Regions from separate parts of the Mus musculus genome. Here all the other regions are linked to region 1. The links are chromatin contacts, called in public HiChIP or PLAC-seq and promoter capture Hi-C maps. All regions are on one chromosome and are shown on one strand. Each heading gives the region's core, a stretch centred on a gene start, on an enhancer-like site or on the middle of the called end of the contact. The rest is flanking DNA. Distances are from core to core; before and after follow the strand shown.

Evidence for each region. Promoter capture Hi-C pulls out the DNA fragments that hold promoters and counts their contacts. HiChIP or PLAC-seq counts read pairs in DNA pulled down with a chosen protein or histone mark.
Region 2: a contact with region 1 is called in an H3K4me3 HiChIP or PLAC-seq map of stem cell-derived neural progenitor cells, with 8 times the contacts expected there. The contact joins the promoter of Emc7 here to the promoter of Lgr4 in region 1. A contact is called at or near these places in 2 of 39 promoter capture datasets (embryonic stem cells and pre-B cells), 3 of 115 datasets of contacts at active chromatin or transcription factors (astrocytes, pro-B cells and stem cell-derived neural progenitor cells) and 1 of 9 other capture datasets (liver).
Region 3: a contact with region 1 is called in a promoter capture Hi-C map of embryonic stem cells, with 6 times the contacts expected there. The contact joins the promoter of Emc4 here to the promoter of Lgr4 in region 1. A contact is called at or near these places in 4 of 39 promoter capture datasets (embryonic stem cells, hippocampal neurons, pre-B cells and 1 more), 3 of 115 datasets of contacts at active chromatin or transcription factors (astrocytes, embryonic forebrain and stem cell-derived neural progenitor cells) and 1 of 9 other capture datasets (adipose tissue).

Annotation. Positions count from the first base shown.
Region 1 is chr2:109,916,238-109,919,083 of GRCm38.p6, reverse strand. Lgr4 (leucine-rich repeat-containing G protein-coupled receptor 4) reads right to left here and starts at 1,437. Exons shown (of 18, transcript NM_172671.2): 1 at 779-1,437. The coding sequence starts at 963.
Region 2 is chr2:112,453,579-112,456,424 of GRCm38.p6, reverse strand. It overlaps Emc7 (ER membrane protein complex subunit 7), which reads right to left and starts at 1,400. Exons shown (of 5, transcript NM_133749.2): 1 at 1,125-1,400. The coding sequence starts at 1,357.
Region 3 is chr2:112,366,660-112,369,505 of GRCm38.p6, reverse strand. Emc4 (ER membrane protein complex subunit 4) reads left to right here and starts at 1,479. Exons shown (of 5, transcript NM_026519.3): 1 at 1,479-1,687; 2 at 1,990-2,104. The coding sequence starts at 1,602.

The DNA of each region.
Region 1 (2,846 bases), core at 188-2,687:
CGGAAAACGGTTGCCCACCTTACAGACTGCACTGATCACATGCTCTAGAACTTTCTCTCCCAACATTCTCTACCTCAGGTCAGCATTCCTTCTTTTAAATGCCTTATTCACTAAGGATCCCCGCCCAGGGTAGGCCGAATCCTTCTCCTCCTCCCTGGGCTCTGCTCGTGGTAATGAGTCCCGAGTGGATCTGAGCTAAGGTGTCACACTGCACAGGCAGGACGGGGCCAAACTGGAAAGCGATTCCCCTTCTTAGGTACAGGTGTTTCTTCACTCCGCCTGCGGGAACCCTGGGGGTATTCAGGTGCTTCCCCATGGAACGTGCCTGGTCGGCAAACGCAGGCCAAGTTCTAGGCGCCCTCATCCGTGGCCAAAGTTTTGCCAGCCGAACAGGGGGCCGCATGGGGGAAGAGGTCACGTGAAAGGCTGCCAAGGGCAAGCGTTTCCAGCATCCTCCCTCCTGGCCCTAAATGCACTTGCGATTTGAGGTGGGGGGTGGGGGGTAGGAGGTAGTAATTGCACCCCCCCCCCCAAAAAAAAGCTGCAAAAAGAAAAAGCTCCTAGAGGTTCAGATTCAAAGTGGCTAAGTCTGGAGAGGCCAGCATACGGGAAAGGGGGCCAATCCCCCTGACCCTCCAACACACACACACACACACACACACACACAGGTGATTCGTGCACCCCCAGGGCGCTGGGGTTGGGGGCTGGGGTCGAGCCCTGGCTCCGCCCCGCAGCGCCCGCGGGTCCCTCAACCCGCAGCCCGGTCGCCCGCACTCACAGTGCTTGGGTGAAGGCGCTGAGCCCCTCCGGTACCGCCGTCAACCCCTTCCCGGAGCAGTCCACCCGACGGTCGCCGTCGCAGCTGCAGGGCGCAGCGCAGAGAGGTGGCGCCGCGCCGCTGGGCCCGGCCGAGCCGAGCAGCCCCAGGGCGAAGAAGCAGAGCAGCCGCAGCGGGCCCGGCATTGCTGCGGCCGCCGCCCGCGCCCGCCTCTCCCGCGGCTCCTCTCGCTCGACTCGCCTCCGCTGCCCTCCGCCGCACCGCGCCGCACCAGGGGCAGCCGGCCTGCGGGGCTCGGGGCCCGGGCGCCGTCCCTCGGCGGTCCGCGTGCGCTCGCTTCCTTCAGCAGTCTGCCGCCGGAGCGTTAGGACGCGGCGCTCCGCAGTTTCTCCCTTCCCGCTGCTCCATGGACGCGCACCGGCAGCCCCGCGGCTCAGGCCAGCCGACCCGGCCCAGAGCGGCTGCCCGGGCCGCGCGCTGCCATCGCCGCCGCCTCCTGTCCCGGGCCTCCTCCAGCCGCACAGCTCCTCAAGGTTGCGGAGCGCAGCCTCCAGCCATGCCGGCCAGGCGTCCCAACCCCCGCCCCAGCTCTCACAAACACCCTGGTTGTCCGCGCTCTCCCCGAGGCGGCTCCCGCTCCGCGCGTCCTTTTCCCTTCTAGGGTTGCACGCTCGCCTCGGGAGCCCCTGGCCGCCGGGTTATGCAAATCATTTAGGTACATGCAAAACTAACCCCGCTCCGGGAGCGCTATTGGTCAGGGGAGGTCTCGAGCTCATTACTATGCAGGCAGTGGAGCCATTATTGGTCAAGAGGAATGGGGCGTGTTTCTCTGGAATGAGTGACAAGGTTGTGCTGCTGCTGCTGGGGCTGGTAGTGGAGGTTCAAGTAAAAGCCCTGACTTGGCTGGATCTGCATGTCAGGTTGTGTATTGAAGGTAGACAGATCGGAAGACCAGGAGTCTGCTGTTTCCCTCCCCCACCCAGTTTTTTTCTCCCCTCCGCAGAAATTGGATCTCCTAAATTGGATGACCTGAAAAGTAAAACTCGCCTCCAGCTTTCAGACGTGTCAAATGACTCTTCGCTGTTCTTAAGGGCAAGGGCACTGAGAGCTTTGCAAACAGAGGAAAGAAATGGGGGTGGGGGTGGGGGTCGAAAAGGAGGGAGAAACATTTCTTTCTATCTGATCCAAATTTTTGAGTTCAACCGTGCACTAAATTAAAACAGCGTGACCCCTCCTGTATCTCACATCACCTCTGAGATCTTAGTACCCTTTTTCATTCACACTTGGGAGCTAAATTAGCGGTTAATCATCCATGACACCAATCAGACTTCTTTCTCCCTAAACACAAGGATGTTGAGGAGTCCAGCCAAGGAGGTGCCGGTTAACCAGCACTGGAAGAGAACATTTGAGTGCCAGCTGACTGCCCCTGAGACACCAGAAACAACTTGTGTGTTAACTATCAGCATCCCTTCCTTTTTCCCACATAATGTTTATAGAAAAAAAAAAATCAGCATTCTCAGTGCCTCTTTTCTTGCTTTCTCCTAGGCCTTTGGTTGTTTTTACTCTAGATTGTACACATTTTTAATGAACCCATTACATTAGAGCAAGAAGAGCATTAAAATATCTATACTGTATAAAGTTAACTAGCCACCTCATGCAAATAAAAAAAAAAGAAAATGTAAATAAATTAACGAAAAGCTAGCCGATTTCCTAAATAAAAAAAAAAAAATCTACCATCTCTACATTAAAGAATATGCTAAATAATAATAAAGTCAGGTTGAATCCATATACTCTAAAGTTATGCTAATGGATAAATAAATACAGACAAGTTTTAAGAAAGATGAATTTCCTCACTATAAGGTTGAAAGAGAACTTTAAAAAGAAAGACCAGTGGCGCTCAGACTTTATAGACAAGGCCTCAGAATCTCTTGGATACCATGTTCTTCTGCCCTCTGCCCAAGATCATCTCACTCCTGGTCTAGTTAGTATTTCAGAAGCCTCCGCAACTTGTTTTTTGTTTTTGTTTTTCCATTTCTATTACTTTTCAGCCAATTTCATGAGTAAATAA
Region 2 (2,846 bases), core at 151-2,650, 2.5 Mb before region 1:
TCTAACAATCTATATTAAGTTGTAAAATATCTTCAAAATAAAAATAGGAGGTTTTCAAATGTGCTGCATACGGCAGAAGTTGACTACTCAATTAAGCCTTACCTCCCACATCCTAGTGGGAATTTATTACTAATGAAACATTAATTAGGACAAAATTTAAACAATACCCTAATGCCAAATAACATTAAAATATTGGTTGTCAACTTGCCATTATTTATTAATCTGAGGTTGAATATCCCACAAGGGAACATCAACAATCTGCAGAAATAAGCAATTCAAGTTGAAACATCCACATTTAAGATGTATGGTTGAAGTTGGTCTATAAAGCCAGCAAAGAAATATTTTCTTTCAACTCATAGTTTCAACTCCAAATACTGATGGCAAAATTTAAAACATATTCGTGGCTTGAAGAATGAAAACGGACTGCTGACAAAGCATTAAGAAATTCAACCCACCTTCCAATCTAAACATAAATCACAAACTCTTAAGAACAAGAAAAGAACAACTAGGCGTAAGGAATCTCGAGTAACCCTGGTCTGACTTAAATGACGACTATGATATCGCAAATCCCTCGATGAATTCAATTGTAAAAAGAACAATAATCACAAACTCGGGCCCCAAAAAAGCACTCTTTGATTAGGGACTTCTGGGCCCATTAATTTTAGAAGCAGGACCATTAGCCTTACAGTCTATGTCATCACTGGGAGCCCTTTGGGCTTTGACAATTCCCACTTGTTCAGCATCTTTCTACACAACACCAAGCTATCAGAAGAGTGACATGGAGAAAGCAACTAGGTTTCAGAAACACTAGACAAAATGCAAAGCGGGTAAAACCCAACAGATAAATGAGACTCCCCTGGGCCCAAGTATGATCTGTCTCACACTGGAGCCAAAATACGGCTACAAATAAATGACCGCATAGGTCTCGGGCGCCTGGGACCACTGTCCGCCATCCTCGTTGCTGAAGTACCTGACTGCCTCTCAAGGTCTCCCAGCACAAACCGTTAGTGGCGCCGGTGCCTTCAGTTTCTGACAGCTACACTGAGGGTCCTGACAGCTGTCCTAGCTGGATACCCTTCCAGCGTCCGCCCCAATCGCTTTCCTGCTGCCCTCGGGATGCTCACTTAAGGAAGCCGACATGCTCTTCTCCGTCTACCAGCACTCGGGCCGCGGAGATCCAGTCCTGAGGCTTCACCCCCGGAACAACCGCACGTCCCTCGATCTTAAAACGATCTCCCAGGCCGACCCCACTACCTCCCGGGCCCTCGGCAGCAGCCCCAGGCACCTCCGAGCTGTGGGCATCTCCTGATAATAACAGAAGCAGGACGGAGAAGAAACCCCACAGAGCACCCGCCATGACAGCAGCTCTGAGGAGTCAGGCCTACGGCCCGGAAGTCCTACCCCGCCGCAAGGCCGCTAAAGCTGCCGCCACCGTCGCCAGCCGATGTCGTCATCATCCCGAGCCGGATCCGGCCCGGAGCTTGTCCACGCCCCGGAGAGAAGTTGTGACCGCTGACTAATCAGGAGAAGGGGCGCAGGATCAACGCTCCGAATGACCCAGGGCTGGGGCTTAAAAGGTGGCGAGGCTTTTAAGTAAAGATGCCAGGGCATGTAAGGCGAAGTAAAGCTGGCAGAGAGTTTTGCTGTGGCGTCCACAGTTGCAGGTCTTATCGTGGGCGTAAAGGACCATGAGACCGAGAGGAATGAGGATCTGAAGTGTTGAGTGCTGTGTCTGTAGCTAACAACATTCAGACATCGACCCTATCACTTTCTCAAGGTTCTTGCTAGCTCTAAATAGTCTCCTTTCTACCACATATCTCCGTAAAAGACCCTGTGCACTCTGCCTCCATAGAAAAGTTAAAAAAAAAAAAAAAAAGAGTGAAGCTCCCGATGGAGAGTGGAAATGCAGACAATTTGGGCTGAAAAGGAAAACAAAAAGTTTTTTAAAATCTATATCAAAAAATGGTGATCCATGTTTAAGTTCGCGGAGAATGTTTATTTTCATTCTGTGTTAATGCTTTGGTTTTTTAACAAACAAGGTTGCAGACTGAGAAAGTGAAGCACTCACTATAAATGGTAAATAAAATACCTAAGACACAGACAGGGCAAATGGCCAGACCACCAGAAAACAGTTACCTTCGTAAAGCCATGCCGCGTCTAGCATCCTTCTTCCAGTTCTTAATTCTTATTTACCAAGAGTGCCGCAACCCTGCTTCGTTTCTCACTGTTTCGTTGGCTAACATATTCTTTTCAGAGTTGATGCTTACCTGCCTTAGATAACTCAGTCATTGAGCAGAGGCCTAAATACTGTAAAAATTCATCCATCTTCTCTTCTACTAATACTCTTCTACTAATTCTCTTCTATTCAGTTTCTCTGGTATAGAGTTTTTCTTGCTACAGAAATTAATACACCTAACTTTATGCATGTTTCTAGTGGTCTCTATCTCCATCCCTTGACTCTGTGCCCAGAAATAGTCTATAAGCAAAAACATAAAATTAAAAATATACATATATGGGGGTAGAGAGATGAGTCGGCTGTTAAGACCACTTGTTACTCTTGCAGAAGACCTGAGTTCAGTCCCCAGCCCCCACACTATAGCTCTTCAAATTCCAGGTGATCTGATACCTCCACAGGCTAGTTCACATACATACATACATGTGAGCAACATCCATATACTTGATATTAAATAAATATAATATGCAACATAATGTATATTTATTTGACACACACTATTATATAAATAGTGCTTATTATATAAATAAAACCAGTATGTTGTGAATTCCTCCCCCATCGTGAGTTTTTTTTTAGATAGGATTTCATACTACAGTCCAGACTGGTCTTGAAC
Region 3 (2,846 bases), core at 230-2,729, 2.5 Mb before region 1:
AGAAAAATGCGATTTTATCAAACAAGTTTGTTTTTAAAATATGCTCATTAAAAATTTATTAGCACACGAGTGCCCTAAAAATTAGACGTTACCTGAAAACTATTACTTAACACATATTAACATTTGTGATAGATAACCTATTTTATATTTTGTTTTACATATGTATAATTCTAACTTATTTCTACCGTGGCACATTTAATGACAACTTATTTAATTACAACTTTTCAATCATCAGTTTTGCTTTTCGTGGCTTAGATTATCTGCACGTAGCTCTCCTAGCTTCACTTGTGTTCTACAAACTTTAAATGGAAAATTCTAGACTAATGTCTTAGGTTGCAGTGTTCTGAATAGCTGGTAAAATCTCACACCCTCCGCCACTCTGCTACACTGTATGTCATACACAGCCTTCTCTTCTCTGCACATAGAACTACAAAACTGGAAAATGATGTGGAGGTGGGAATCTTCAATGTGTGCAGATCACCGTCATCTCTAAGAGATTATCTCTTAAAACTTAAGTTGGCTAAGGAGGTATTCTTCAGCCAGATCCTCAACCATACTGTCACAGTAGTCCTTTCCTCAAAACTACAGCCATAACAAACAATTTGGGAATAACAGTAATAAAGGTAAATAGAAGAAATAAACAAAACTACTGTATTTGAACTGATAATTTAAAAGTAGGCATTTAAAATAGTAATTCTTTAAAAATGTACATACTCTTAGATGTAGCAATTCCACTCCTAGTACAATAGGAACAGATGTCCCAAGTGATTTTCACACTAACACTGAATTATAAAAGGGGTGAGAGGGAGGAAACATTTTTCCAGTAATAGACTAAATTACAATACAGATGAGCCATTGAATATTAAACTCCTTTCTAGGAATGATAACGCTTAATGATAAAAAAAAGTTAGGTCTAGGTTATAGGTCCTATTTAATCCCACAACAGGTCAAAATTAGGCGATTATCCATCGTTTTGCATGAGGCAGGTGGAGCAATGAATTTAATTTAGACGAGGTGGCACAGTAAGTAATGAAAGGACTTAAAAGGAGACCAGATAAATCCTGAACTCAGCTTATCTTTCCATTCCCAGAGTCTACCTCGGTGGGTTAGTTTGCGAGTTAAATGGGGGAAAACCATTTAAACAAGAACAACAACAAGACAAATACATAGCTCCTGCGATATGTGGACACGGAGTACTCAGAGGTTGAATAATTCGCTCAAGGTCACCCAATTCCGGATAACCCCAGGATTAAAACAACATTTCAATTTCGTGCTCTTCTTGGCTTCAGTTCTTGTCTTTTCGGACTTCACTCCAGCACGATGGCGCACACCTGAGAGACAGAGCACAAGTGAGAGGTGTACTCGCAGGGAGGTTTCAGAAAGCTGCTCTTCTGGATGTCTGCGGATTTTCTAAATTCACGCATTCTTTCTTCTGTATTCCCGACAGGAAGTTTCCGGTGATCGTGTGACGTTCAATTATGCGCCGGAAGTGCACTGCGGCGAACGCGAGGAAGTCGGAGAGCTTGCAGTTGCAGCTAGTTCTTACCTGCAGAACGCAAGCGGCCGGAGGGTGTGGGTACTTTTAGCCAGCGGCCGCTGTCATGACGACCCAGGGGGGCCTAGTGGCCAACCGAGGCCGGCGGTTCAAATGGGCCATTGAGCTGAGTGGGCCGGGAGGAGGCAGCAGGTGAGTCTCTCGAGTGAAGCTCGGTATCTGATCCTTACCCTAGAACGGCCCGAGATCCAGCGGACCTGGGCCTCGTCTAAGTCTCCGACACGAGTGGGTAGCACATAGATGTTACCCAAGGAGCTTCTGTGCTGTGGAAGGTATTTTTCCCCAGGATCTTTTAGTTTTCCCAATAGGCAGAGAGAACTGACGAACGCACGAGAGGGTCTAATTTGGGTAGCTACATCTGAGGTTCTTTTTCCTGTGATTGATAGGGCTGGAAACCCGCAGTTTTAGTCTCTTGATTTGGTTTGGTTCTTTAGGGGCCGAAGTGACCGGGGCAGTGGACAGGGAGACTCCCTCTATCCAGTCGGTTACTTGGACAAGCAAGTGCCTGATACCAGCGTGCAAGAGACCGACCGGATCCTGGTGGAGAAGGTACAGAGGTATTAGACGTTACCGTAGCGTGTAGGCCAGCCCTGTTTCGCCTTACTCTCTGGAGTGGAGGTAAAGCAGCCGGTCATTAAGACACATTGCTTAAGATCCATGGTACAGTATCTTACGTATATGTTCCCTGACATAATTTCGGTGTGTTAGGATACTGTGTCACTTTTACCCTGAAAACATCCCAATCCTGCTATCATTTCTCACTGCCTTCAACTGTTACATCACCAGCCGTAGACTAACCATCTACCACCTATCCCTCCATCCCTCTATTTAAAATCATGCTTTCTCAACCTCAGCACTGTTTTCTCTGTTTTCTCTTTGGGGCTAAGTACATTTTTGTTGTTGTTGGGGAGAATTATGCTGGGTACTTACTTTAAGATGTTTAGTACTCCTGATCTCTACACATTAGGTACCACTATGGCTTTGCATAATTGTGTGAACTAAAGATGTTTCCAGCATTACCACGTTTTCTAGGTCTAAAGAGGTGCGCTTTGTGTATACCTGCAAATAAACCCCTGAGATCCTATATTCAAGTCTCCCCTTCTCAAATTCTCAGTATCCTTCTCTGTATGGAGTTCTAATGGGTCTTGTTATGTCCTACCTTGTCCTCTTTGCAGTCTCCAAACACAGCCATCAAAAATGATCCCTTTAAAACATGCCAGACCATCCCTACTCAAAATCAGTCTAAAATTCCATGTTCATTCCGCGTACACACCAAACGTCTTTTTAGTAT